Linked DNA regions of Sus scrofa: all the other regions are linked to region 6. Evidence: chromatin contacts called from public HiChIP or PLAC-seq data. All regions are on one chromosome and are shown on one strand. Each heading gives the region's core, a stretch centred on a gene start, on an enhancer-like site or on the middle of the called end of the contact. The rest is flanking DNA. Distances are from core to core; before and after follow the strand shown.

Region 1 (4,657 bases), core at 711-3,210, 610 kb after region 6:
CTATGAGTGTATTCTCAACACTCCCTACTGTCTTTTGCATCTGATCAACTTCACTCATTTCTATCCCCGTGACAGCCCATCAGATACAGGACACCAGGACCCAAGCCCTCTGAACTTCCTTTCCTCAGATGAACTCAGTGAGAGTGGTATCTTTGTCCACCCTTCAGGCTGGCTCCCTCTTCTGAAACCTTGCATTTATTCAGTTCCCTCTCAAACAATGGGTCTCTGAGAGAAGCAAATTCCCTGAGAGGTCTGGCCAGCACTCAGTACTGGGGGACATTTGACTCAAGACTTCCCTTGAGGTATTCTGAGCACTCCCATCAGAGGTCCCACTGTTGCACCAGCCTCACCAGATCAAGGAGGACTTCCATGCTGCTCTCCTTTGCTTCCTGGCAACCAGGAAGCCTGGTCTGTCCCGGGATACTTGTCTGCCCCAGGGTCCAAACTGGGCACTTGAGAAACCTTTTGCCTAAGGTTACCTGGTTCTCTAGCCATGAGGTCATGTTGTCTCTCTGGTGCTAGAAGTATCAGGGTTTGCTCTTGACCACACAGTCAAGCCTGTCTCGAGCAGATGTTGCCAGATCACAGCAACACTCAACTTGTCCACTGAGTTCCGAAGGGAAGGTGACACTAACCTTGTTTTCAACACCAGTTTATCTCATTAAATCTTCACAACTACTCTGTGAGGCAGGTGTTAGGATCCCCATTTTACAGAGAGGGAAACAGAGGCAGAGCAAGCTTACTATCTTGGCCAATGACATATCTAATTCCAAAGCTCCATGCTCTGTCTAGCAAGTATAATGGAAGAAGGAGCATAATGAACGCTCTGTGAGACAGGAGGAGACTCAGAAAAGGGGCGATGACTGAGAGGATCAGGGGGGCTCCATAGAGGAGTAAAGTGGAACAGAGCCTTGAAAATGGAGGGTCTTTATGGGACAAGGAAGAGCATAGACGGAGGCCACAGGAATACAGTCTCAGAGGTGGAAAATCTTGGGATATGACATTTAATCCACCTGGCCTGGGACATCTTTGCAGCAATTAAAAGTGAGGAAAGGTTAGATTATGGGGGTACCTTGACTGTCACGCAGGGGGGTTGGACCAAGAAGCACTGGGGAATCCTGGACAGAGTTTAATAGTGACTAGTCTTAATCCTGCACCCCAGAGACATATTCCTTCCCTCCTTTCCTTCTTCTGCCTCTTCCTCCCTCTGTTGTTGAGTTCTCTTACCATAGACGGGCTTTAGGGTGAGGGTTGAGGGAGGTAGCCTGAGATAGGAGAAAATCCCTAGGCTTTAGTGATTGATCACCCCTGGAGCAAACAGATTTGAGAATTATTCATGGAGAGGAGGGCCTTTGGCCTGAGACAGGAAAGACAGATGAGGTGTCAGCACTCAAGAGATGTGGGTAAAGGGCATCCCAACCCCAGGTGGAGAAGCCAGTGTAAACAAAGACGGGGCAGGAATTTAGCAGGGACATTTGGGGAAGAGGGACTAATTTACTCTTCCTAAAACGGAAATGTGAGTGGGAGGGAGGTGTGAAGGGGATATAAGGCAGGGATGGTTTGGGCAAGTGTCAAGCTAAGGAGCTCTTATCTAGTCTGAGGCACAGAGGGAGGCGAGGAAGGACTGGGAAGAAGGGAGTGATGCTGATGTCCTCGATAACAGTCTGCAGGATGGATGGAGGAGAGGCAAGGAGAGACCAGAGACAGATACCAAATAGAAAATTGGCCCAGCATTTCATCTGAGATGTGATGGGTGTATGAACTAGGATGGCGGCCCTGGGAACGTTGAGTTCTTTCTAGCTTGAGGATCAGGAATAGTGTCTCCTGGTCATAAACAGGACACATTCTTGTCATAATCATCATTGTCATTTTTGTTGTTGTTGCCCTCTTCCTCCCCTCCCCTCCCCTCCCCCCCTTCCCCTCTCCTCCTCCTCACCTCTTCCTCTTCCCCCCTCCTCCTTCTTCCTCCTATTCTCTTTGTCTTCCTCTTTCCTCCTTTTCTATGATTATTTACATCTTAATAATCCTACCAGACTTGCTTTCACAATCATTTTTTCATGTGGTTGTTTTTGGATTTTGACCTTTTTCAACTCTGTGAGAATTAGAATTGGATTCTGCCAGGAGTAAGAGAAACCCCCACATGGTAAAGCTTCTTTCTCTCTCTGGTCATGGTCACGTGGGCAGCACAGGGCTCGGGTAGCCACTCCCTGGTAAGCCGCTGTCTTACTGCTCTGCCATCCTCATGGCTTCCACCTCGTGATGCAGGGGGGTTGCGCAGGCTTGAATCATTAGATCCATTTGTCAGGCCAGAGAGTGGCACAAGAGGACACTTCCTGGAATTTGCCCACTCCAGTTCTATTTACTTCTTTTTTTTTCATATTTTTATTTTTATTTTATTTTTTTCTGCTTTTAAGGGCCGCACCCTTGCCATATGGAGGTTCTCAGGCTAGGGGTCGAATCGGAACTGTAGATGCAGGCTTATGCCACAGCCACAGCAATGTGGGATCCGAGCCACATCTGAGACCTACACCACAGCTCACAGCAACGCCAGATCCTTAACCCACTAAGGCCAGGGATCGAACCTGCATCCTCATGGATGCTATCAGATTCGTTAACCACTGAGCCAGGGCAGGAAGTCCTAAATTTTTTAAATTATAGTTGATTTACAATGTTCTGTTAATTTCTGCTATACAGCAAAGTGACCCAGTTTCATACATATATTCTTTTTCTCATATTATCTTCTATCATGTTCCATCACAAATGATTGGATCTAGTTCCCCAGGCTATACAGTAGGACCCCATTGCTTATCCACTACAAATGCAATAGTTTGCATCTACTAGCCCCAAATTCCTGATCTATCCAACTCCCACCCCCTCCCCCTTGGCAGTTCTGTTTACTTCCGATTAACTAGGCCTTGGCCACACTGCCAGATTTAGAGCTGGAGATACTGGGCAATGAAGGTTTTATTCTGGGTCACCATTTGCTGGAGTTGAGACCTATTCATGTGGCCAGGAGAGAGCTGCTCCCTGAGGGCCCATTCTGAGGCCCATGCAGAGAAAATCCATTGTGTCTCCTGTAACACTGGGCCCCAGCAAACGTGTCCTCACCACTGACTGAGTGGGTCTGTGCTGGATAATGGGGGGAGCAGGTAGTACTGAGCATGGTATCTGCCCTGCAGAGCCTGGCATTTTCACACACTGTGGGATCTCTGAGCTGGGAGGCATCTCAGGAGTGGCCTTCTCCAGTCTTCTCTTCTCCTCCATCCTAGATGCATCATCTTCAAGTCCTGCTTACTCCCCTCCAGACTGGGGGCTCCATCTGAGGCCCCTGACTCCACAAAGCACAGTGCTCCCTTCTCACACTGAATAATATTTGCCTCCCACTAACTTTGACCCAACAGCTCCGACTTGGTTAGGGAGCAGGTCTTCCTTATTCCTCATGCTACAGAAGAGTCCATTTGCTATGTGAAGACACTTTCATGGCTGTTTGTCCATCTGTTTGTCCTCCGCTTTCCCACCCATTTTCCTCTTTTCTAGAGCACATGCACCGTGTGGTGAAGCTGACACGCTTGGGTGTCTCCAGACCTGGCTCTGACACTCCCACGGAATAGCTGTATGACCTGGAGCAACTGATTCACACTTTCTGAGCCTTCCTTTCTCCATTGTAAAATGAGGCTGATGTTTCCCACCTCACGAGGTTATTGGGAGGCTTAAGCGAGCTAATGAATGCAAAGTGCGGGGCCTGACACCAAATATAGCAGTTATTATCATTGCTAACATCTTTATGATTAAAAGAATAAAACATCTCTGGCTTTCTTCCTTCTTAGGTAAATTGTACTGAGATATTAGGTAATAAAGTGAGAGAAACTTTTAGCCCTTTACCACTTTGGGAGGAATTAGCATAAAAATACCACTACAGTTGTGACCAGGAGCCACAATATTTGCCCCCTTGACCAGTTTCTCTGGGTTGCTCTTACTGTCCATAGAAAACTGCTTCCTGCAATTGCTAGTTGGCTGTCTCCATTTGCCCACTGCCTCCTGGGACGCTCCATCTGTTGCGATGGGCTTTGTTGTTGTTGTTAGCAGAAGCAGATTGAACCCAAATACACAAACATATTGGAGGCCACAAAGATCGTGTCTAAGTTGTGAGGGAAAAGGAGGGGTGGGAAAGCCTGGTGTCTGATTCCCACCTTAGGCCAACTGGCTGGGCGTCCGGGGATAAGTCACAGTGCCTCTCTGGACCTCTGGTTTTTGAGACCCTGCTCAGCATCCTGTGATGGGAGGAAGGAGGTGCCTTGCCCTGAATTCCCCTGGAATCCCTTTCTCCCCACCTAGGGCTGGTGCAGGTGGAAGCAGCATCTGGGTGGAGGCTGGGTGATGCCCAGGCAGCCCTGTGTGGTCTGTGAGCCAAGCAGAGCCCGCCTGCTCCCAGGGTGTGATTGTTCTTGTGATTTGGCAACACTCGGCAAACGTGTCCCATCAAGACTGAGCTAAAAATAGGTCCTGTGCCATGGGGCCCAGGAAAATCAGCAGCCTGGCACATACGGGATTGGCCAACTAGGCAGCAGTAAACAGCCACCACCATCCCAGGGATCCAGGGACCAAAGAGAAGAGATCTGGTTCATTTTTCCTCTTGTATCCTCTTTCCCCACCCTCC
Region 2 (4,390 bases), core at 1,054-3,553, 570 kb after region 6:
TGACAAGATGCTATTTTGGATATAGTGGATGAAATCAAATTCATTATTAAAACTCATTGTGTCAGTTTCTTTTTACTTGTCTTAATGTGGCCACTAGAAAACTTCAAATGACATGTGTAGCTCACGTATTGTGATTGGATGGTGTGGCTGTAGGAGGCTGGGGAGCCTCAGGGAGCAGTCACATGGGGGAACTAGAGCCTGGGGGAGGCATGGAGAACGAGGGGAGAAGAGAAAGGAGGGTGCTGAAGCAAATGCTAAACTGCTAACCTTCTATCCTGCAGGTTAGAAAGAGAAATTACAACCTTTGAAAGCCCCATCTGACATGGTGGGGGCTGGCTGATTTAAGGAAAGTTGCCTCTTTCCACAAACCAATTCCAACTGTGATCCAGATGAATGCTGTCTTAAGCTCAGTATTGTAGACAGGAGAGGCAAGAACAGTCAGGACAAAAAAAGTAAATAAAAATGGAGGAAGAGTTCCCCTTGAAGCTCAGTGGGTTAAGAACTCATGAGAATGTGGGTTTGACCCCTGGCCCTACTCAGTGGGTGTTGCTGAGAGCTGTGGTATAGGTCACAGACGTGACTTGGATCTGGCATTGCTGTGGGTGTGGCATAGGTGGGCAGCTGCAGCACCGATTCAACCCTTAACCTGGGAACCTCTTATATGCCGTGGGTGTGGCCCTAAAAAGAAAAAGAAAGAGAAAGAGAAAGAAAGAAAAGGAAGTATAATTTAGGGCAAAAGTCAAGCCCCTCTGAATGGCCTGCCCAGCCTTATAACATCTTCCTGCCTGCCTCTGACCTCTGCCCTCGTCTCCTACTCAGTTCTTCCCACACCCCACCTCCACCCTGGTTACACTGATCTCTTCCGGGAGGCCTCAGACACACCAGGCATGCTCCTGCCTCAGGACCTTTGCACTGGCAGTTCCCTTTACCTGAAAGTTCTGTCAGCTAGCTACCTAAATTCCTGATTCAAATGTCATCTTCCCAACAAGCTCTACTTTGACCATCTTGTTTATAACTGCACCCACTCAGCCTTCCCACTGTAGTGCAGTGGGTTAAGAATCCAACTGTATCAGCTCAGATTCAATCCCCAGCCTGGAAACTTCCATATGCCATGGGTGTGACCATAAAATCTAAAAATATAAAAATTAAAAAAATTTAAAATAAGAATACTGCACCCACTGGCACTCCCTTACCTTACTCACATTTTTCCTTAGTTATTACCTTCTAACGTACTCAATAATTTACTCTTTCCCATGTTTCTTGTTAATCTCCCTACTGAAAAGCATTCTCCCTAAGATATTAATCTCAAATTTGTTTCCTGCAATATCCCCAACACCCAGAAAGTGCCTGGCATAAACAGCTGCTCAATTAACTTTTTTTTTTTTTTTTTTGAATGATGAGTGTCAGTGGCACTACTTAGGGCACCACTGGTTGATGAATGAATAGGCGTCCTCCTTGTACACTCTTCTCTCCTGAAGAAAGGGCTTTTTTCTTCCTTTTCTGGAGCCAAACCTATTAACCTGGTTTTTAACTACTCAGGGTTCTGCCCTGTTCTGGATCCCACACAGAGGCCTCCCAGGAGACTAGAGTAAGCCACTAACGCTGGTGACAGCCTCTAGAGCTGGGAGTTGAGTTTCCCCTTGTCCTCTTGGCTTTGCCCAAATGCAGGTCCCCTCTCTTCCACCTGTTTGCTTAGCTGCCAAGGGTTCCAGGCTCATTGGGAAGGTGAACAGGTATTTTGTGGATTAAGGAGGAAAATGAGGGAGACAATTGTCCCATACAGGACGGTGGTTCTCAAGGGCTGGTCCCCAGACCAAATGCATCAACTTCACCGGGAAACTTATTAGAAATGCATAGTCTCAGGCCCCACCCGAAACTCACTGAATCAGAACAGGGGTGGCAGTGGATCAGGCAACAATGGATTTAACAATAATTAAATCACGGACTTAATTTAATCGTTCCATTAAATTAATGAGCAAAGCTGCCTGGTGATTCTGAGGCATTCAAGTGTGAGAACCCCTAGGCTGGGGGAGGGGAGGGACTTTGTTAGAGCCTTGATGGCAGGGAGGGACTTAAAAGGTCAGACCAGAGGACAGGTCCCCGGGGTCCCTGCGTCAGAGGCCGCGCGGGGTGGTCTGACCTGGGAAGTTAAAGGCCAGCGTTCCCAGGTCCTCCACCCCCACCCCAGGAAAGTCCCCTCCGCGAGGCCGTGACCTTCCTCCAGCCACATGTCCCACTTATGGCTGCCTGGGGCGGGCGAGCGGGCGGGTGAGCGGACGGGCGGAGGCGCTGCGCTCTGGGTGCGCACCCGCAGCCCATCTGCTGCGCCCTCGCTGGTGGGGCCGGGGCGCCCGGCTCCGCTAGCAAGGTCCGCCCACCCCCTGCCCAGGCCGCCGGTCGCCCTCTCTCTGCCTCTGGTTGTCCTGTCTGTCTTTGTTGGAGCTCTGTCGCTGATTTTCTCTCTTCATCTCTGCCTCTCCCCTGCCGGAATTTTTCTCCCTGCCCCCTTTTCCTTTTTCATTCACATCCAGGCTTTTTTTAGCAAAGAGTTACCGAGCGCCCACGATGTGCCTGCCTAGTCCTAGGCTCTGGGCTGTGAGCGGTGAAAACAAGTGAACCTGCCAGCAGGGGGGCTTCCTGGGTCTTTGATCCCTTTCTACCACTTCCATCCTCCTCTGCTCCCTCCCCACCCCCACCTCTCTCTGCCCTCCCTGCATTGGCGGTTCTTCCCTCTACCTCTCTTTGTTCTGTCTTTTCTTCTGGAAGGTCTCATGGTAGGATAAAACAGCCTACTTTTGTCTGACTGCTAGAGAGTTGCAGTTAATATGTCAATCTTACCTTGAAGAATGACCCTAGTTTCAACTGTTAGCAGCTATGGACACTTTGACCAAAATTAGTTTATTAACCTAATAAATAATAAACGCAGATGACTGGACCCTATGAAGTCACCTGGCTGAGAGAAACTAGTGTTTACCTACCTTGGCCTCTGTGCTAGACACTCATGTATTCAAGAAAATGTATGCATGCATCCCATGATTAATTGAGGACCTAGTGTGTGCTGGATGTCTTTCAAGGAGAACACTGTCCCAGAGGAGGTGTTCTTCACAGCGCTCTGAAGAAGTTAAAACAATGACGCAGAAGGACTGCCCAGTACCGCAGTTAACCCTTTCAGTCTCCCTTCTAGGGGAACAAGACTATACAACAATTCGATAGATATGAAAACTGAGGCCGGGAAACCATGCAGCTTGTCCAAGTACCTGCAACTGGTGAGTTGTATGGCCAAGATTTAACCCTCATTTTGACTCCCAAGCTGGTTGCCATTAACCTACAAGGCCAGCTTAGAGGCAAGGCTGCTGTAGAGAAAAGAGAGGTGAGGAAGGAGGAGTGGGATGGCTCTAGAGTGGAAACTTGAGGATTCAACGAAGCATTGGGTGATGCTGTGTGTTACTGATGAAGTTCCATGACCTCTCTGGGCCCTCCTCATAGGTTTAATGGAGAGCTCTGTTGCCTACAAAAGGCCTTCTTCAGGTGTAACCTATAGGTTGGCGTGTAGGCTCTGGCGCCAGACTGGCTGGGCTGGAAACCTGCTTCTACTACTGACTTGCTATGTAATATTGGACAAGGCACTTAAGCTCTCTGGGCTTCAATTTTCTCATCTGAAAGATTGCTGTAATGATGACTACCTCCCTGGGCAGATGACAGAGTGAATGGTTTCTGTTAAGGGTTAGATATTAGGGTATCCAGTATAAAGAGAGCACCCAGAGAATGTTAGCTGGTTCTTCCATTATCCCAGCTCTGTCCTGCAGACTTCTCTGCCAAGGCCAGGTTCATGTTGCCCTGCAAGCCAGGCCTATCTTGTGCCTGACTCCTGCCCAGTCTAAGTCCTTTTTTGTCCAGAGCAATGAAAGTCACGATCTCTCTTCCTGACTGTAAAGGAACCAGGGATATCCTGGGAGTCTGGGAACTCGGCAGATTTGCAGTCAGGGCCTTTTAGCTGCTCACCCACAAAGGGGAGAGTTTTGTACAGAATGCTTAGAAACTTTGCATCATCCAATGTCCCAGCTTTCACAGAGGTTTTATGAAAAGCTCAAAGCATTTTTTTCTTTAGTTCAGGTGGGCTAGACAAGAGTCCACAGTATGCATGATATTAAAGAGAAGAGATTTGCGTGGTGGTGGGTTGGTCATTCTAGTGGAGAGACCTTTACTGTTTTGAGTTTCAGTTTTCTTTACGTTAAACTGAGCTTAACAGCAGCCTCTATCTCATAGCACATGTGTGGAAATGAAATTTAAAAATTACACGTAAGCATTGAACACAGTGGCTGGCACATAATAATCATAGGATAGATATTGGCTGCTATGATATTACCAGACCTTGTGGATTTTGTACTTT
Region 3 (4,661 bases), core at 522-3,021, 790 kb after region 6:
CATGCTCAGTAAAAGCTGGCTATAATCAAGGTTAGCGCCATCACCTACCAGCGGTTGAGGTTTGTGCTTCCAGTGGTGAGCTGGTCCTTTATTTCTGGGTATGACCTCTAACTTAGAACACACTCAAGTAAAAGTCCTACAGGCAAGGGACCGGTCATTAATACCATTGAATATTACCCTTCAAAGTCCATCTACCTATAGGAGCCAAACTTCTCTTTTGGCAGAAAAATAACTTCCGAGAGAGGAAGAGATAGGTCCAAGTCCACACATTAAATTAAGAGACAGGTTCAGAACCAGATCTTGGGTCCCTTGACACTGACCCATGCTCAGTGACAGTCTTTTTACGTTTCACTTTCTGTTAACAAGGAAAATTCAGGACTTTAGCAATTTGTCTTCATTCATTGGACACCTATCACTCAAGAGATTCACAGTAGGGTATCTAGATCTATATTGATCTAGATCTAAATGTCCATTCAATGCAACAGCAAGTCCACACAAGACGCATTTTTTTTTTTTTGGGCCATGCCCAGAGTATGGGAAACTTTCTGGGCTAGGGGTCAAACCCTTGCCACAGCAGTGACTTGAACCAGTGATAAGGCCAGATCCTTAACCACTAGGCCACCAGGGAACTCCCATGAGGCTGTTTTTAGTGTTAATTTCCATTTTACAGATAAGGGGCATGAGGCAGAGAGAACTTAAGTTTCTTACTCAAGCCCACAGCCAACAAGTAGTAAAGCCACGATTTGAGCCAGGGTTTGAGCCCAGGCAGTTGGGCTCCTAAGTCTGTACTTAACAACAACAGCGTACAGACCTTCCCAACATGCAAAAAAGTGTACAGTGTCTGCCTCTGAGAAGCACACTCCCTGGAGAAGAGAGACAGCCCACAAGGGTGTGTAGTCACATGCTACCCGCACCAGGAGAACAAAAGAGGGAGCGTTTGTTCTACTAGGGGAGGAGAGAGAGAATTAAGAAAGCAGCCTGAAGGAGGTGACTTTTATCATTTCCAGAGTTTTCCTTTGTTGAGGTGGGGAAGTTTGAGGTAGCTAAGGCTTAGGGAATATCATCACAGAGCTCCGGAGGCCAGGATACCAGGTATGAACAGTGTGTGACATGGCCTAGTTACTTAACTTCCAGGGGCCTCAGCTTCCTCACCTGTATAATGGGGATAATAACACCTGCCTTGTGAAGCTGTTTGAATACTAAATGAGATCATGTGCTCGCGACCCAGTGTTATTCCAATCTTTATTTACCTCTCATAAAACTATTTCCCTCAGTAAAAAATTTTAATTGAGCCCATTTTTTTTACACCCATGCTCCCAGTTGCATTAGTAATAATAATCCTAAGTGTCATTATTAGTCATTTGTAGTAACAATATAATTAATAATAATGTTAATTGGCATTGATTGAGGGCACTAAATACTTAATATGTATAATCTGTATCTATCTAATCGACTCCACAGAACCTATCTTAGAGATAGGTAGCATTATCCCCATTTTAGAGATGAGAATAATAAGGCTCAGAGAGATGAAGAAATTTACACGAAGGTCTCCTGGATAGGAAGTGGCAGAACTAGTATTCAGACCCGAGTCTGTCTGGCCCGAAAAATGTCCGACAGAGAATGCCCTGGGTTTGGAGTTCACGCCGGCCTTGGCCATGTCCCTCAGCCTCTTTCTCAGAAAGAAAACAAACATTCTAAGCGTTCTGCGTACACGTTGGAACAGGAACGCCCTGGAGAGGCAGGCTGAAGCAGGAAGATCTGTCCTTATTTGGAGGGTGGGGTTGGGGCCGTCCCTCAGCCTTGTCACCCAGCCTGGAGGTCCCGGCCAGAGCCGGACTGGAACTGGCACCGAGGTCGTCTTGGCGGGTCAGCGTGTGCCTTCTCCGGCTTCGGGTGGCTCTGGGCAGCCAGGGGCGACCGGCCCCCCGCAGGGACTGTCTGCCTGCCAGGGAGGCCGCTTGCTGGTGACCCAGCCCGTCCCCACGTGGGTGGCTCCCAGGCAGCAGCGAGTTAATCTGCTATCTGTTGGGAAGGCTTCCAGAACCCTCCTCCCAGCCCGTGTTTGCTCAGGGCTGGGCTCTTCAGAAACTGAAACCAGCGGGGCGCCAGGCCCCGCCAGCTCTCATGGGATCCTGCCTGGGTTTACCTTCTATGGGGAGGCCCGCGAGGGCTGGGCGGAGCGCGGTGTGCAGCCAGGCAGGGCCGGCGACGTGGCGACCGGGATCCCTCCCCTCCTCCCAGGAGTCACCCCGCCCCCACCCCGGGACCTGCTCCAGGCCCGGGGGGAAGCACGTGGGCTAACCAGCCACCAGGGGTGGCTGGAATCCTGGCCCAGCCCTGCACCCTCTGAGACATTGAATGCACCACTAAACCTCAGGAGTTTGGCTTTCTTTCACTATAAAATGGGGGTAAATAATACCTAGCCGCCAGAATCAGTAGCATCTGTACCTTAGTACCTCTGATCCAAAAGAAGGAGTTCCCCTCATGGCTCAGTGGATACGAATCTGACTAGCATCCATGAGAACACAGGTTTGATCCCTGGCCTTAGTGGGTTAAGGATTCTGGGTTGCAGTGAGCTGGGGTGTAGGTAGCAGCGCAGCTCGGATCTGGCGTTGCTGTGACAGTGGCATAGGCTGGCAGCTGTAGCTCAGATTCAACCCCTAGCTTGGGAACCTCCATATGCCATGGGTGCAGCCCTAGAAAGACAAAAAAAAAAACAAAAACAAACAAAAAAACCTCTACATATGGTCACTGTACTGGTGTGCTTATTATCAGTATGGCTGTTGGGTTGGGCAGCCTGCCTTGTGAGGTGGTAAGCTCCCATTACTCAAAGTGTCAAGCACAAGCTGAGTGAGATGGGGACAAAAAAGGAAAAATTAGGACAGAAAGGGACCCGTACTTGCCAGAGCCAGGTACTACTGACTTGGTCATCTCAGAATCACCTGGGAAGCTCACTCCATCTCAGATCCACTGAATCAAAACCCCTGGTGGCAAGTGTTTTAAAAGTACAGCTTTGCTTTCTTTTTAAAACCACTGATCTAGACCAATAATCCCAACATTGTTCCTCTTCAAAAGACCCTTATGTTCTTCCCTCCTACCCCATTGATTGCACAGTGGGAAAGATTTTATTGACCAAACTAGATTGGTTAACTCGCAATTAATTTATTTGCTTTCTACATAAATTATTAACCAAAGACCCAGAGTTCATCCAACAAATAGTCGTTCATTCAACAAATTTATTTGCTAAGCAACTGCTTGTGCCAGGCACTGTGCTGCGTACTGGGGGACAGTATGGGAGCTCTGTCCTCAGGGGCTCTCCAGTCTGGTGTGGGATGTAGACAGGGAATGAGAATTCAGATACTTGGCCCTGAAGCCAAGAGAATGTCACTGAACATGACACCCAGAAGCCTCACAGCGACCAGATAGAGTTCCAGTCAAAGGCAAAGAAAGTTGATGCACCATTTCTCTTTATGGCCTCGTTATACAGAAAGTTGGATGGCCCTCTCTGACACACACACACACACCTGCACTCATAAAAACACCTACATACACATATAATGTACAATGGCATTATTACTTTTACGGATTCCATAAAGTCCAGGACCCTTAGATCACGAACATCTAAGGCCTTATGAAGAAAAGAAGACCTTTTGGACCTAATTCCTACTTATGTGGCCAGTCTCCTTACCTGCCATGCACCCCTGAACACTCAGAGCAGAGTGGCTGAGAGTATGGGCTCAGAAGCAAGACTGCCTGGGGTTGAATTCCAACTAGATTCCTTACTAGCCATCTGGAGTTATCATGGGCCAGTTACTGTGTGATCCTAGGCACACAGGCAAGATCTCTATGTGCCCGGGTTTCCTCTTTGGTAAAGTGGTCCAAACAGAAGTACCTGCCTCACAGAGTGGTGGGAATTATAAACAGGGCCCTGAAAGCAGGTGCTGGGCACTCACTATCTGAGCTGTTACCATACTATATCACGGGTTGCCTTTGATGCTCTCTCTGCCTAAACAACCCCACCCTTTCTCTACCTGGAGAGCATATAGTTATTGATGTGATGTCTCCTCTCTAGAGCTTTCCTTGCTTTACTTCACTAAGCAATTGGATACTTTTTCCTCTAAGTCCCCAGAGCTCTTTTTATAGACTTCTTAGGTGCCTCTCATCCTGCAATCATGTTTCTAATTGTGGTTTAGGTGTTTCCCTTCCTTGCTGGATGATGAGTTCTTGAAGAGCAGGGGCCATATTTTATACATCTTTTCATCTCTAGGGACATGACAGTCTCTGGGACAAAATAAGCTCTTGCCATTACCTGTTGAATTAATGAATGGGCAGATGATGGATGGATGCATGGATGGATGGATAGATGGGCAAAGCGACTTGCCCAGGAGCACAGATTTCAAATGGATCTGCATATAGTTTATGTGGGGAAATTACTTTTCTGAGCTTTTAGTTTCCACCTGGAAAAGAGTTCTGATAATAATAGTCAATAATAAGGTCTTGGGTTTGGGAGGGCTAAACCAGGTAGGTATAGGTCAGCATTCAAGAGTATGAGCTCTGGAATCAAATTGTTTTGGTTGAAGTCCCAGCTCTACCACTCAGGAGCTGTGTGATTTCTGACAAGTTCCTAACCTTGCTGTGCCTGGAGAAGATAGATCTTAAAC
Region 4 (4,366 bases), core at 499-2,998, 740 kb after region 6:
TGAGCTTCCACTCAAATGGTGGGAGAAAGGGGTGTGGGGAGGAGGCAGCAGAATAAATGTCCGTGGTAATTTTGGATGAACTAAGTGCTATAAAAAAAAATAAAATAATGGGAATGCAAGTGGCTGTTGGTTGGAGTGGAGAGGCTGGAGGGAGGGCAAACTTTCCCTAGGGTGGTTGGGGAAAGCTTTCTCAGGACGTGACATTAAAGTAAGACCTGAATGATAAAAAGAAGGCAAACAGGCAAAAATGGAGAGATCTGGGGATATGTGCTGCAATCAGAAAGAAGTGCAAAGGTCCTGGGGTGGGCACCAGCATTTATGTGTTCAAGGGACAGAAAGCAGGCCAGTGTGGCTAGAACAGAGGAAGCCAAAGATATACATAATAGGAGATGAGGTCAGGAGGATAGAGAAGAGCCAGTTTGTGTGGTTCAGAGAATATAGTTAGTCCTTCATGAAGAAGACTTAAAGGACAGAATGTGGAACAAGGCAGGGGTTTTACCACCATGAGTTAGAAGGGTGGTTTTCCTTGGGGAGTCAGCCTGGAGCAAAGGTAATATCCCCACCGTACCTCATCCCCGACTGTGTGGCCATGGGCAAGTGACTTACCTTCTCTGGACTTCAGCCTCCTTCTATATAAAGAGGAGGTTATACTACTCTTTATATAGAGCTGGAGTGAGGCTAGATACCAAGCACTGGCCCATCCCCATGTCCCTGTTAGAGAGTTAATAGAAAATTCCCCAGGGCTCCGTGGGGCATCCAGCATGCTCTTGAAACTAGTCATTAGAAGGACCTAGGCAATCACTTGCTTAATAAACAGATCACCTGTCCACCCAAACAGCGGCAGTTCTCTCTAAGCAGTACCCCCCAGAGTCTGTACACTTAAAACTAGTGGGTGGGTTCTGCAGTGGAGCTGGTTTAGAGGCAGTCTTTGAATATCCCAAAACAAGATTCCACACTTGGATGTGATTTCTAAAAATAGCCTCATGTTGTCGAGAGTAGTGCTTCTCAAACTTTCTGTGTATGCAAATCACTTGAGATCTGGTTAAAAGGCAGCTTCTGTTTCAGTAGGTCTAGGATGGGGCCTGAGAAACTGCTTTTCTTACAAGTTCCCAGAGGATGCAGGTCCATGGACCACACTTTAAGTAGCAAGGACCTAGAGCCAAGTGTCTTCCACAGCCCCGACAATGTTGAATCTGCCAGAGAAAGCAGCAGCCTGCTTCTAGTAATTTATTATTGAATTCTTTAGACAAAATAAATGTTCATAGAGTGGGTCCTATGCCCTAGGCACTAGGAAGCAAGGAGGATTTCAGTGGGACATGAGGCAGGGATTGCCCTCTCAGAATAGGTATCCTAGTAGCAGATAGCCAAATAAGCGAGTAAATAGGAAAGCCTGAGTGCCAGGCCTGAGTGTCCAGGGTGTTAAGGGAGCATAGAGCTGGAGAGGGTCAGAGAAGACCTTGTGAATGAGGGGACATTTAGGCAGAGAGAGCTAACTCTGAGAAGTCAGGGGTGGGGGTGTTAAGCAAGCAAAGGGAACAGCTTTGCCGAGAGCAAGGCTACCCAGAGAGAGAGAAGCACAACCTTGATTCAAATAGGGTCTGTCTGATCCAAGATTTGCTCTTGCTCGTATCTTCCATGCCACATGAATCAAGTCTTGCAAAAGAGAAGCTGCCACCTGTCCCTCCCCAGCGATGTCAGAACAGCTGGCCCCAGAGTGGAAAGATATCCGGGGAACAGAGGCCAAGGCATCACCTGACAGGCATGGCAATTACGAAATCTGCCTCTGCACCAAACACGTTGCACCATCAACACTGTCCAGGCTTTGCTTCAAGTGTCCTTCCTCCCGAAGACTCGTGACTGGGAAGTGAGATCACCCTCCAATCGCTGCTAAGAATAGCTCTTACTTTTTTTTTTAACCACAATGAACTTTGAAACTAGGGTGGTGGTGGCCAGTCACATCAGCTGGTTATCCCTTGGTTGAAGTTCACCAGAAAGCAAAAGTCCAGTGACCTGGGGGTTCCAGGATTCTATAAGGTGAAAGAAGACAGAAATTCACCTGAAACAAGCACCCTTTACATGGCAGAGAGGATACACACCTTCTTTCAAGTAAGAAGAGGTGGCTCAGAGAAACATGGTATGAAACTCTGAATGCATGTGACTTTGGGCAAGTCACATACCTCCGTCAATCTCAGTTTTCTCCTCCATTTAATTGGGGCTGAACATCTATCTACCTTACCTACCTTACAAACACAACATTCATAAAATACTTAGCTCAGTGACCAGTATATTGTAAGCACTCAGTATGTAAGAAGGAAAGAGATTCAGAAAAGTTAAGTGATTTCTCTAGTTTCCAAAGCAGTTAAGCGTAACTCAAATTTGAAATTAAGTCTCCTTGTGAAGCCCAGGACCTTTCTCCAATTTTCCCTTCTCTCCTTATGTTAGAATTTTACACTTTTCATTTGACTTTGTAGGGCTTCCCATTAGACTGAGCAAATACATTCTCCTGTCCAGTGATATTGGGCTTTATCATGGGCAAAGGAATGATGGGCAAAAGGGGGAAATGACGGCATGGCAGTTCTGGGCTGAAATTTTAAGAGGTATTACCTGTTTCATTACATTTTTGTCTGCTTACTTGCTCATTTACCATGCAAGGAGTAACCAGAGGCTACCTTTCACCCTAGCTCACAGGATGAGACAAATGCAACAGACCCACACCTGACCCACAGCCCCAGTTAAGCTGAAGCTGGAACCCAAGCTACCCAGCCAACCCACAAACCCAAGAGTGAGAAGAAAAAAATTTTTTATTTTATTTTATTTTTATTTTTTGCTTTTTTAGGGTCACCCCCATGGCATATGGAAGTTCCCAGGCTAGGGGTTGAATCAGAGCTATAGGTGCCAGCCTACACAGCCACAGCAACGTGGGATCTGAGCAGTGTCTGTGACCTACGCCACAGCTCAGGACAATGCCAGATCCTTAACCCACTGAGTGAGGCCAGGGATTGAACCCGTATCTTCATGGATCCTAATCAGGTTTGTTAACCACTGAGCCATAAAAGGAACTCCCAAGAAAAAATTCTTATAGTTGTAAGTGACTGAGTCTTGGGTGGCTTGTTACCTAGCATTATTGCAGCAATAGCTGACTCATACACCTCCATGAATGAATACAGCCAAGCCAGGGCCCCTCCACTTTTGTCTGCCTGTGAGAACCTGCTAGACCCCCTCTCCACCGTCCTTTGGGTCCCAGCTACACTTAACTGAGAGACCTTGTCTCCAACGGTATTCTGAGATCTTTACTTGTGCACGTTTCTTTTTCTTATTTTGGACACTGAGCTGCTTTGGGGTAGGGAACTGCCTTTTGCATCCCCAGACCTCCAGCGCCGAGCACAGTGCCTGGTACAAAATAGGCTGTCAGTAAATATGAGCTGACTTTTAACTAAACTAAATGGAGTGGCCCCAAATATCATCAAGGGCTAAAGTATTTTAAAGTACTCTTTCTACATTGTTTTTAAAAAGGGTCTTGAGGCTAAATACATAAATAATAAAGAGATACACTTTGAAAAATACGTCTACATAAACACATATGTAGGCAAACAAACTTATGCCAAACACAACTGGGAGCTTTCTGCAGACTAGTCTCCCATTTAAGGCCTGTAATTTCCCTCTTGGCCGACACTGGCTTTGGCTTGGACTGTGTTTCACAGACTCCTGGCAGGCAGCCTGCTGGGTTTGTGTTTAGATTTTTTTTTTCCTTTCATCAGGCCTGAAACTGAAGCCACAGACCTTTCTGAAACCTTCTCTTAGCTGTAGCTGTCATGCTTCAGGTCACCTGCTTATCCCTCCCAGGTCATGTGGATCCATAATGTGTCCAGAGGTCCAGGGACAAGCTGGCAAGCAGTGGAGTCCCTTCCAGAAGGAGACAAAGGAAGGCAGAGGAGGAACCAACGAGTCCGGAAAGTACGACCCAGACCAGGCCTCCACCCTCCCAGAGCCAACTGTATCTGATGGCCTAGCCTGCTGGCCAGCTTCTGGCATCAAAGAGGTAGGGACCCTGGAGGGGAACTGAGGCCCATGAAAACAAAACAAAATAAGCGAAGTTGTGCTGGTGACATGGGCGAAGCTTATATGCACCTAAGTCCTGGGGGAGCTCTAGGGTCAGACACAGGTCATATTTAGATCCTGGCTCTTCCAATATCTCCTGGGCCAGTGACTTAACTCTCTGAACCCAATTTCCTCATCCATGAACTGGATTGCACCTACCTCGCAGGCCAGTGTCAAGATTACATGAGTTCATACACGTGATGGGCCAAGCACTTTGTAGAAAATTAATCTGCGGTGAGTTTTGTTTTCACAACAGACCTTTCATCTG
Region 5 (4,994 bases), core at 368-2,867, 590 kb after region 6:
AGGGAATGGAGATTCTGCAGCCACCTTGGAGAGACGGAAGAGCTTACATCTCTAATGATGTTGTGGGGATGCTTTTCCTGGACTTCTCTTTGCTTAAGACAAATAGACTCTGGTTAGCTTAACCTTTCTTGGAAAAGTAGGAAGAATTTTAACTCCTGTGCCTTACTCATAAAACAGCATTAACCTGCCCACCCACCCCCCTCCCCACCACTACAAGGTGTGTCTCTAGTCTCTGCCCTTGCTCACCTCCAAAGCTGGGCATGTAACATCCTCTACTTGGACCCATCTCAGCTCAGATGAGATAACATATATAAAATCCCTAGCACAATACCTGGCACACAAACATAAAACGAGTGGGATTTAGGTGCCTCAGGTCAGAAGGTTTCAAAGTGGCCTCAGCAAATCAGAATCTTACTTTAACAAACAAGTGTGGGTGTAACTTTATAGGGTCTCATGACCTACAAGAAAAAAACAAAACTCAAACAGCTATAGCATGGCACTCAAGGTCCTAACTCCTTCCCCCAGCTCTGGGCAACTCTGAGTCCCTAGAGAATGTCTTTTTCCCCCGCTTCCATCTCACATAGAGTTTTCATCCCCTCTGCTTAGCGCTCATCTGATTGTAGCCATTGTGTTTGCCTTTCCCTCTGAAGATTAGGATTGCATCTCATTTATCTTTAATTTTTTGGTGAACCTGCAGAGTGCTGTGCTCAGTAAATTATGAATGAACAAATGAGTTTCCAGTCAGTGCCTAGGAGTCTGTTCACATGGAGGTTATAGTTTTTCCCTGAACATGGATGGCGTTTTCACGCCCCAGTAGTTTTCACATGCTATTCCTTTTGCTTAGAATTAATTCTCTTCCTCCCTTTTATGCCTATAAGACTCCTGCTTACCCACATATACTAACCCCTAATGTCACCTCTTCCAGTTTTCTCAGTTGCTTTCTCTGCTCTCTCTTAATGCACCTGATACTTAATTCTACTATGGTAGATAACTCGCTATTTATTATTATGTTCATTTGTCTACATGATTCTCTTCACTGCCAGTCTGTGATTTCTTAAAAACACCTAGTCTTTTTTTTTTTCTTCTGTCAATTGTATGCAACATAGGTCCTGACTTATAGTAGATATTGAGAATTTTGGTAAATTTATACAAAATTTTGGCTTTGAGTTGTTGTCCATCTTTGCCCCTGTAATGAGCTCCTAACAACAGGTATTGAGAAGGTAAATGGAAGGAAATGAATCTTTGTTTTGTATCCCCTGGGGACCAGGCATAATTATTGTCCATGTTGCTAGTATTTAAATTATCTGTATAAATTGAGGTAATGGTCCCTTCGTCACAGTCAAGGAGTTAGGACCTTGAGTGTCATGCCATAGCTGCTTGAGGTTTTTTTTTCCTTGTATGTCATGGGACCCCCTAAAGTTAAACCATACTTGTTTGTTTATGACTGACACACAATGCATCAGTGGTTCTAAGAATTGTGGGGGACCCCAGTGAACCTGTCTGTATTATGACCCTCCCCATCCCTCCCCCGATAATGACACAAGTCAGATTCTCTCTAACAGAAATAGGAAATTTGGCATAAATTGCTGAAGAGACTGGGAGTTGCTGGAGCTGAGTCACATTTGTGGCAGTCCTCCAGGGTGAAAGGCCACAAAGAATTTTGAGATACCAGAACTGCCTTGGGTTCTCCTATCTTGGTAGTTCAGCATTTCCTTTGATTCTCTGAGATACCCCCAACATCCTTCCAATAATTTTCCCCTTTTCTTAAGCTAGACAAAGTACAATTCAGAAGCTTATAAGTTAAAAAAAAAAATCATAACCAATACAGTCCAGATCCCAAAAGAATGTCCTGTTTGGTTTCTGAACTGGTTAAGGTTTGCATCAGTTTTCAGACAGAATACCCCAATATATGATTACAAGTTGATTTGTCTCTCAAAGGAATGTAGGCAACCAGAACTAATTGTCTGATCCTCCGGAATCCAGGCTCCCTCTATCATACTATTCTGCCAATCTCAGGATGTAACTTCTGGCTCGTGGACCAAGATGGCTGCTCAAACTCCAGTCATCATGTCATCAACCCAACCTATCAAAAAAGGAAGACATGTCCCTCCTTTTAAAGATGTGCCCCAAAGTTGAACACACTATGTCTGCTTCTATTCCACTGGCCAAAACGTAGTTACGTAGTTCTCATATGCCAGCTGTCTTCCATTTGCTCCTGTAGACTCACTGCCTGCTCCTCTTCATCTTTCTTTACCGTGGGAAGCTGGACCGTGCAGACCTCATCAGTGGGAAATGGTAACCTGTGCCTTCTGTGGTTCTAGCTTGGACAATAGGGACTCTAGCAGGAAATCAAAAAAAAAAAAAAAAGTGAAATCAGGTATTTATTTCTGTGGATCCCTCCCTTCAAGGTTGCATTGGGCTGGCTCTGTCCCTCAACTGAGAGTTACTGATTCTTGATGAATGATTGATTTTACCTGCCTCTCTTTTTTTCTAGGTTCTGGTAACTGTTCCCTCTCTTCATCCCATTAGGCCCTGAGGGAAGTAACAGCCTAGCTACTCTGAGCACTGGATTATTGCACTATACTTAAAGTTCTTCCACATCCAATTCTTAGTAAATTGCCCCTTTGTAAATAAACCCTCGTTGGCTTATTCCATTTTGAGTGTGTCATCTGTTTTCTGTTGGAACTTTGATACACCTACCTAACTACATTCAGGTGCTCACCTAATAATGGAAGGTCCTATTACCAAAAAAGGAGAGGAGAACCCAGATCATGGAACAGCTAGCAGTCTTTGCCATGATCCCATCAGTCTTTCTTGATCAGTCCTTCGTCTCACTTTTTGTAGGTTGAACCTCTGTCCTTCAGTCTTGATACCTATAATGCAGGGAAATCATCATCTTTCTTACCCAATAAAAGGTTATAAGAATTTACAGAGATACCTCTATATATGGGAGAGTTATAATTATTAATAAGGTATACTTACCCAAGGAGCATAGTAAAATCAACACATATTTAGTGAATGTATGAATGAAAGGATAAAGCTATGTTTTTAATTTTTTCAAGTGGAAAATTGGCATGTTGTACCACCTGAAGCCTAACTCTCTTCTAGTGCTGATCTCCAAGTATTATTCTGTCAGGTCTGTGTCATGATTTTCGATGAGTCATAGATAGAATATGGAAGAACTCTTGAGCTGGAGACATAAGGTTTGGAGCAGATTGAGGAATGATACAAACCCAAATGGTACTCAACCTGGTAATTCAGGCAGAACCAGAAGAGTAGTCAGGAGTATCGGCTTATACAGATTCTGACTGTTAGAAAGGCAAGAGATGGGAGGCAGCTTAGCAGACAGGAAATAATCTCAAACACCCAGAGGAAGTACATAGGCCAGGGCAACTAGAAGGGTGGACTCCCACACATGGCAAAACAATAGTTAATCTGGACAGAAACAAAAAATCTGCCGTCCCTTAATAGAATACTTGAGTCATCCTAGTCACACCCCAGGTGCTGTCTACGATTCCTTCCTTGCTTCCTTACTCCAACCAGTCTTCAGGCTCAGTTGATTATACCTTCTAAGTTCCTCCCATTCCTGTCTTTATCCTGGCTCTCATTTCCAATAACAACTCAAGCCCAAATCTTCTTTTGCCTGAATTAATACTACATCTTCCTGATGGGTCATTATTTCCCCCATATGGGCCAGTTTTCTAAACTGCAGCCCATGATATTCTTCTAAAACACAAATCAGATCATGTTATTCACCTGGATGAACTATTCAGTAGTTCCTCAGTTTTCCTAGAATAGAATTAAAATGTTCAATAAGACCTTATATTACACAGCTCCTACATCTCTTTTTAGCCTCATCTCAACCCACTCCTCCTCGTCCTACCTGACACTTCAGCCACTCTGAAAGACTTGTAGTTCCCTGAAGAAACTGAATAGGCTTTTGCATGTGTGTGCTTTACCTCCAGCTCCTCCCACTTCTTTTAGCTGATGCATTCTTACTCATCCATCAGGACTCCACTCATAAGCCACTATCTCCTTTAGTCCATCTTGCCACCCCCACCCTCACTCAGTTTGGAATAGGTATCCCTCCTTTGTGTTTTCATAACCCCTGGGTTTATTTCTACTGTATTACGTATCGTGATGTATTGTTATTTCCATGATACTTGTCTATTTCTCCCTGTTCTATGAGTTTTTAAAGAACAAAGATTAAATCTCATTCATCATGGTCTCCTTGGTGCCTAGCACAAACAATGACAAAGATGGTGCTCAAAACATGCTTGTAGAGGAAATGAATGAGGGGACAAGGCCAGTTCCGTGTGGAGTGGGATTCAGTGGGATTACCCTTTCCCAGTCTTTGACACCATACTTCCTTTAATGCAGACTAGGATGGCTTTGACATTTTAGACATCACTCTTTGTATATGTTGTTTCGTTTGGCTATTGTAATATGAATATCCCTGCTCCCAGTCTTGAGTTTTCCTCTTTTCTCTACTGTACAAAGTGTGATAGCTGAGCTTCCATTTCAGGCCATGATGGAGTGACAGGATCCAGACATATTTTCCCATCATAAACAATAAAAAAACTGGAAAAAAAATTATGAAACAACTGTTTTAAGACATTGAACAACAGACAATATAGTACTGTGAGTCCCAGGAAAAGGGAAAAGGGGAAATTAGTGAGGTAAGCCCTTGACCTTCTGCCTAGAATCACTTTCTGGATCTCATTGCAGAGAAGGGAATCCTAAGCAGAGCACAGGAGATCTGGGAGGCTGAGGTAGCTCAAAATTGTGGAGCAGAGTTTCAAAGAAAATAGAGAAATATAGAAAAAAGATACTTTAGAGTATTTGCTGAGTATTAATTCATGTATGCCTAGGGCACAGAACCATGAGACCAGGCAATAGATGGCTGCAGAGCTGAGTAATTCACAGAGGTCACGGAATTGGGAGACTCCAACCACTAATAGTAGAAAATCCATAGATCACCAGGGACTTTCAGT
Region 6 (4,513 bases), core at 1,384-3,883:
CAAGAGAGCATGGCTTCCCTGAGACGCACAGGGATCTGGATAGACTGAGTCTCCTGTCTGTAGAAGCAGCTCTGGCTTCAGTGTAGACGTGAAGGATTGTGATCAGCCAGCACTGCCAGAGTCTATCTGACTTAAAAGGCATGACTGTTTCCCATGAATGCAAGGTTGCCCACAGGTGAGAGTGCATCATGGGTTGTCTTAGATCCCATCCAAGATGCCCACCTAGGGAGGCAGAGGGAGTCTACAAAAAGAAGCCTGAGACAACCTATGGGATTTCTAAGGAATTAAAAAAGTAAGCAATTTACTAGACTAAAAGGTGTGGACCAGGACAAGATAAACTTAAGTGAGAGGTGTCCATAAGTGGAAAAGTCTCAAAAAAGAAAGAAAGAAACTATGCTATGACAGAGTCTAGCTGTAAACACATAACTAAGAGGTCCTGGTCTAAACTAAGAGGGCATGAAGTCCATTTATGGCAGCGCTGATCAAGATAAGAACTTTCCGAAAAGATACATGTTCATTGCAGCACTATATACAATAGCCAAGACATGGAAGTAACCTAAATGTCCATTGACAGAGGCGTGGATAAAGAAGATGTGGTACACATACATGATGGAATATTACTCCGCCATTAAAAGGAAAGAAAGAATGGCATTTGCAGCAACATGGATGGACCCAGAAATTATCATGCTAAGTGAAGTTAGTCAGACAGTGAGACACCAACATCATATGCTATCACTTTCATGGGGAATCTAAAAAAGGACACAGTGAACTTCTTTGCAGAACAGATGCTGACTCACAGACTTTGAAAAACTTATGGTTTCCAAATAAGACAGGTTGGGGGTGGGGAGATGTGTTGGGGATTTGGGATAGAAATGTTATAAAATTGGGTTGTACAACTATAAATGTAATAAAATTCATTAAAAAAAGAACTTTCCTACACTGCTAAGCTCTCTTCCCTCACACCCTCCAACCACATCAGAAGAACAAGAAGAAAGCTAATATACTGGAGAGAAAGTGAATGAGGAAAAAAGAAGAATCTGATCACAGCCATCTCCTTCCTGACATGTACAGATAGCATCCTTGGCTCAAGGAGTAAGGAGTTGTCTTATCTTTAGATGAGAAGTGATGACTATTATATATTTCTTGATACTCTAATGTCTGGATTTTGGTTAGGTATCACAACTTAAAGGGACCATAAAACTTGTATTATCTAAGTGGCTTTCTACTTATCTAAGAAAGTAACAGAATTATCAGAATTTTTAACCAGGGCAGAGAAAATGGACAGTGTATGTGAAAAATACAGTTGTTTCTCACAGACTCACAGACATAGAAGACAAACTTATAGTTACCAAAGGGGAAGGGAGGGAGGGATAAATTAGGAATTTGGCACTAGCTGATATGACTACTACATATAAAATAATAAACAAAAGGTCCTACTCTAGCACCAGGAACTATAACCAATATCTTGTAATAAACCATAATGGAAAAGAATATGAAAAAGGTTATGTATGTGTATGTACATACACACACACACATCCATATATAACCTAATATATGATGTATATAACTGAATCAGTTTGCTGAACACCAGAAACAGTAAATCAACTATATGTCAACAAATAAATAAGTAGAGCAAAACAACACAAACACAGTTGTTTTTCATTTCTACCTCAAAAACTGTGTTTGTGCTAAACCCAAGAAACACATGCATAGTAAACACTGGATGAAAATATATAAAATACTAACAGGTTCAAGAGCATGGGTGATGATTTTTCTCTTGCGAACTTGCTTTTCTGTATGTCTTCTTAACTTTCTAGAGTGGCATGTAGGGATTTGATCATTTTAAAGAAAATAAAACTATACTGCACTCTTAAAAAAAAAAAGTTATGCTTCTACAAGCAGCCAGAATGACTTGTGCTCACTTTTGTCTCTCTTGGGAGGCAGGGCTCATTAAGGGTATTTGACACAATGTGGAGAATGCCCAGAGAATCAGTGCTGTCATCAGAAATAGCACTGCTGAGTTTTCCCATTTCTCCAAATAATTAACATAAAACTGAAACCTCATGAACCCACGGGCTGCAGTAAATCTGGAAATTACCACAGCATAACAATATGAATTTATTATGGAAATGCTGACAGTGCTAAATATAGTCACCTCCACAATATATTTCTGTTAAAAGAGTGTATTTGAAGTTGGCCTCAAAATTCATACTTTTTGTCAGCAGGCTGGAGCCGGACAATCTGGATTTGCGGCACGCTACCCTCTTTGTTTGGGAGTCTAGACAGCACAACGAATACAGGGGCTCTTCTCTTTCCTTTTTGCCCACACAATGAAAGCTTTTGAAAACAAAATATTTGGTAAAATTGCATTTTAATCACTTCTTTTCTTTCTCTCTATAAGGCCGAGCTATAAATAAACCATGAAAGTTCACATTTGATCGTCACTTCTGAAAGCAAGTGCAAGGGTTTCTGTAGGGAAAAAATAGGAGCCCTGTACCAAGGCCATGAAAGACCGCATTCATGGGAGCTGACCCTTCGCTGGTGTGTCAAGGCTGAGATACCCGTCTGCACAGGCTGCTCACCACTTCCCTGGGAGCAGAGCCGGCCGTCATCAGGCTGTGTGGGCACAGGGAACTCCCAGTTCTCACGGGTTACGGCCTGGCTTGGGAGCCAGCCAAGGGCTTCCGGCTACACTGAGTGAGCTACCCAGGGAAGTTAGGTTTAAGAAAGGTAGGGGCTCTTCAGCCCCCTTGCAGAAGATGGGGATTCCATGAGTGGCAGACACACAAACGCGGGAAATCTGGGAAGCATGGGACCTGATACCTTTTCCCCTGCGCAGGGGAAGGGGAACAACGGCCTTAAGACTTGGGAAGGTTGGAGTTCCCATTGTTGCTCAGTGGGTTAAGAACCCAACTAGTATCTATGAGGATGTGGGTTTGATCCCTGGCCTTGTTCAGTGGGTTAAGGATCCGGCGTTGCCCAAGTTGCTATATAGGTCACAGATGTGGCTCGGATCTGGCATTGCTGTGGCTGTGGTTGTAGGTCTCAGCTACAGCTCTAATCTGACCCCTAGGCCAGGAACTTCCATATGCCTTAGGTGTGGTCCTAAAAAAAAAAAAAAAAAAAAAAAAAAAAAAAAAAGACTTTGGGAAGGCTATAGGTAGTCTAGAGCCAGGAATCAAAGGACACTGCAAACTTGGCAGTGTGCAGCGTCATGGTCTATCAGGAAGAATAACCAGAACCTGGCCTGGGGAGAGCTATTCCATGAACTCCCTGAAGGTAGTAAGCATGCCAGTGTAGGTCTCATGCCCAACATGGTCCTATCACTTACAGGGGCTTGGTTAATGTTTGCTGAGCTGCTGAATGAAAGGGTGATGACTTTCATGACAGAGGTTATGGAAGATCATCGAATGGTGTTTCTAAAATGGTAAACATTCACTCCAGGGAGTGCTGAAGTGGTTGGTTAGGATTCCAGAAAAACATACTGGAAGTGCCGTTTATAAGACGTGTAGTCTAAAGAAATGAATTCAACTTTACCAGCACTTAATACGCAGATTGTCACCAGCACCACCCGTTGGTCCCTCATCAGACAGTCATGAGTGAGTAAGACACGTGAAATCTCCCAAGGTAAGAGTGAGAGCCTTACATCATGGGGGCATGACAGCATGCCCTCCAGTCTATGTCCCCAGCTTCCAGGGGTTTGCTACCCATCGTCATCTACATGTTCCAGGGTGGGAGTGTATAGGGGCTATCTAATTTTATTTAAACAAACTCTCACAAAATGGGCAAGCAACTGAGAAAGACTTGGCCAAAGGACTAAAGGCAATGGTCACGGTGCAGATTCAAGTAAACAAAAAGGAAAAATGATGACACTTTTCCCTGGTATTAGCTTTTCACAGTATAAGGTAAAAACAAAGACGGCTTAGACTATGACAAGAATTGAGACAAAAATTAAAATGATCAAGAATACTGTTTGAGATATAAATACAGTGGCACATACAAAATCATTTAGAAATAATAAAAAAAATCATTCAAAACTCACCTGGCCTTAGATTGTGGATCTTTAGACACTGTCTAATGTTAGTATAATAACATCATGATGAGCAAATATTTGAAATCTTTTATTTCAGCTATATTTATAATATAGATAACCTATAAGCCCAATAAAACATGTGTATGCCTCTTCATAAATACATTTCCACATATTGAGGATGCAAGCTCAAAATTTTTATAACTGATGGGGTATGATCAGAAAAACAAAGCATTCATTGTCCCAGCAGCCAATTCCGTGGCAGTTGCTAGGTTACCGGTTCAAGCCAACATTTCCCAGGTGCTTGCTCTGTGCTGTGCGCTGCACTAATCGCTTTATGGACGTGACTCTTGAAATTCTCAAAACGACTTTATGACACAGATATCATCACCTCTTCCCCCTTCATGGACCAAGAAGTGAACTGAGAGAGTATAAAGAATTTGCCCAAGGTCAAAAATGCAGAAAAGCCAGAATTTAGAGCCC

Evidence for each region. HiChIP or PLAC-seq counts read pairs in DNA pulled down with a chosen protein or histone mark.
Region 1: a contact with region 6 is called in an H3K27ac HiChIP or PLAC-seq map of alveolar macrophages. The contact joins two enhancer-like sites. A contact is called at or near these places in 2 of 2 datasets of contacts at active chromatin or transcription factors (alveolar macrophages and skeletal muscle).
Region 2: a contact with region 6 is called in an H3K27ac HiChIP or PLAC-seq map of alveolar macrophages. The contact joins two enhancer-like sites. A contact is called at or near these places in 1 of 47 Hi-C or Micro-C datasets (embryonic fibroblasts) and 2 of 2 datasets of contacts at active chromatin or transcription factors (alveolar macrophages and skeletal muscle).
Region 3: an H3K27ac HiChIP or PLAC-seq map of alveolar macrophages shows a contact between it and region 6. The contact joins two enhancer-like sites. A contact is called at or near these places in 1 of 47 Hi-C or Micro-C datasets (skeletal muscle) and 2 of 2 datasets of contacts at active chromatin or transcription factors (alveolar macrophages and skeletal muscle).
Region 4: a contact with region 6 is called in an H3K27ac HiChIP or PLAC-seq map of alveolar macrophages. The contact joins two enhancer-like sites. A contact is called at or near these places in 2 of 2 datasets of contacts at active chromatin or transcription factors (alveolar macrophages and skeletal muscle).
Region 5: a contact with region 6 is called in an H3K27ac HiChIP or PLAC-seq map of alveolar macrophages. The contact joins two enhancer-like sites. A contact is called at or near these places in 2 of 2 datasets of contacts at active chromatin or transcription factors (alveolar macrophages and skeletal muscle).

What each region holds. Positions count from the first base shown.
Region 1 is chr6:153,372,446-153,377,102 of Sscrofa11.1, forward strand. The region is part of intron 3 of LOC102165506 (a long non-coding RNA gene); the gene reads left to right. Among named protein-coding and RNA genes, the nearest start is that of FGGY, 160 kb to the left of the region's middle. Within about 2 kb of position 1,961, at least 1 of the 83 cell types and tissues checked has an H3K27ac peak or open chromatin away from gene starts, as enhancers often do. A contact at or near this core is called in alveolar macrophages, where this site is marked.
Region 2 is chr6:153,333,103-153,337,492 of Sscrofa11.1, forward strand. The region is part of intron 3 of LOC102165506 (a long non-coding RNA gene); the gene reads left to right. Among named protein-coding and RNA genes, the nearest start is that of FGGY, 120 kb to the left of the region's middle. Within about 2 kb of position 2,304, at least 39 of the 83 cell types and tissues checked have an H3K27ac peak or open chromatin away from gene starts, as enhancers often do. A contact at or near this core is called in alveolar macrophages, where this site is marked.
Region 3 is chr6:153,560,655-153,565,315 of Sscrofa11.1, forward strand. No RefSeq gene overlaps it. Among named protein-coding and RNA genes, the nearest start is that of JUN, 120 kb to the right of the region's middle. Within about 2 kb of position 1,772, at least 76 of the 83 cell types and tissues checked have an H3K27ac peak or open chromatin away from gene starts, as enhancers often do. A contact at or near this core is called in alveolar macrophages, where this site is marked.
Region 4 is chr6:153,503,708-153,508,073 of Sscrofa11.1, forward strand. No RefSeq gene overlaps it. Among named protein-coding and RNA genes, the nearest start is that of JUN, 180 kb to the right of the region's middle. Within about 2 kb of position 1,749, at least 23 of the 83 cell types and tissues checked have an H3K27ac peak or open chromatin away from gene starts, as enhancers often do. A contact at or near this core is called in alveolar macrophages, where this site is marked.
Region 5 is chr6:153,354,519-153,359,512 of Sscrofa11.1, forward strand. All of the region lies in intron 3 of LOC102165506 (a long non-coding RNA gene), which reads left to right. Among named protein-coding and RNA genes, the nearest start is that of FGGY, 140 kb to the left of the region's middle. Within about 2 kb of position 1,618, at least 2 of the 83 cell types and tissues checked have an H3K27ac peak or open chromatin away from gene starts, as enhancers often do. A contact at or near this core is called in alveolar macrophages, where this site is marked.
Region 6 is chr6:152,766,013-152,770,525 of Sscrofa11.1, forward strand. The region is part of intron 14 of FGGY (FGGY carbohydrate kinase domain-containing protein); the gene reads right to left. Among named protein-coding and RNA genes, the nearest start is that of HOOK1, 59 kb to the left of the region's middle. Within about 2 kb of position 2,634, at least 14 of the 83 cell types and tissues checked have an H3K27ac peak or open chromatin away from gene starts, as enhancers often do. A contact at or near this core is called in alveolar macrophages, where this site is marked.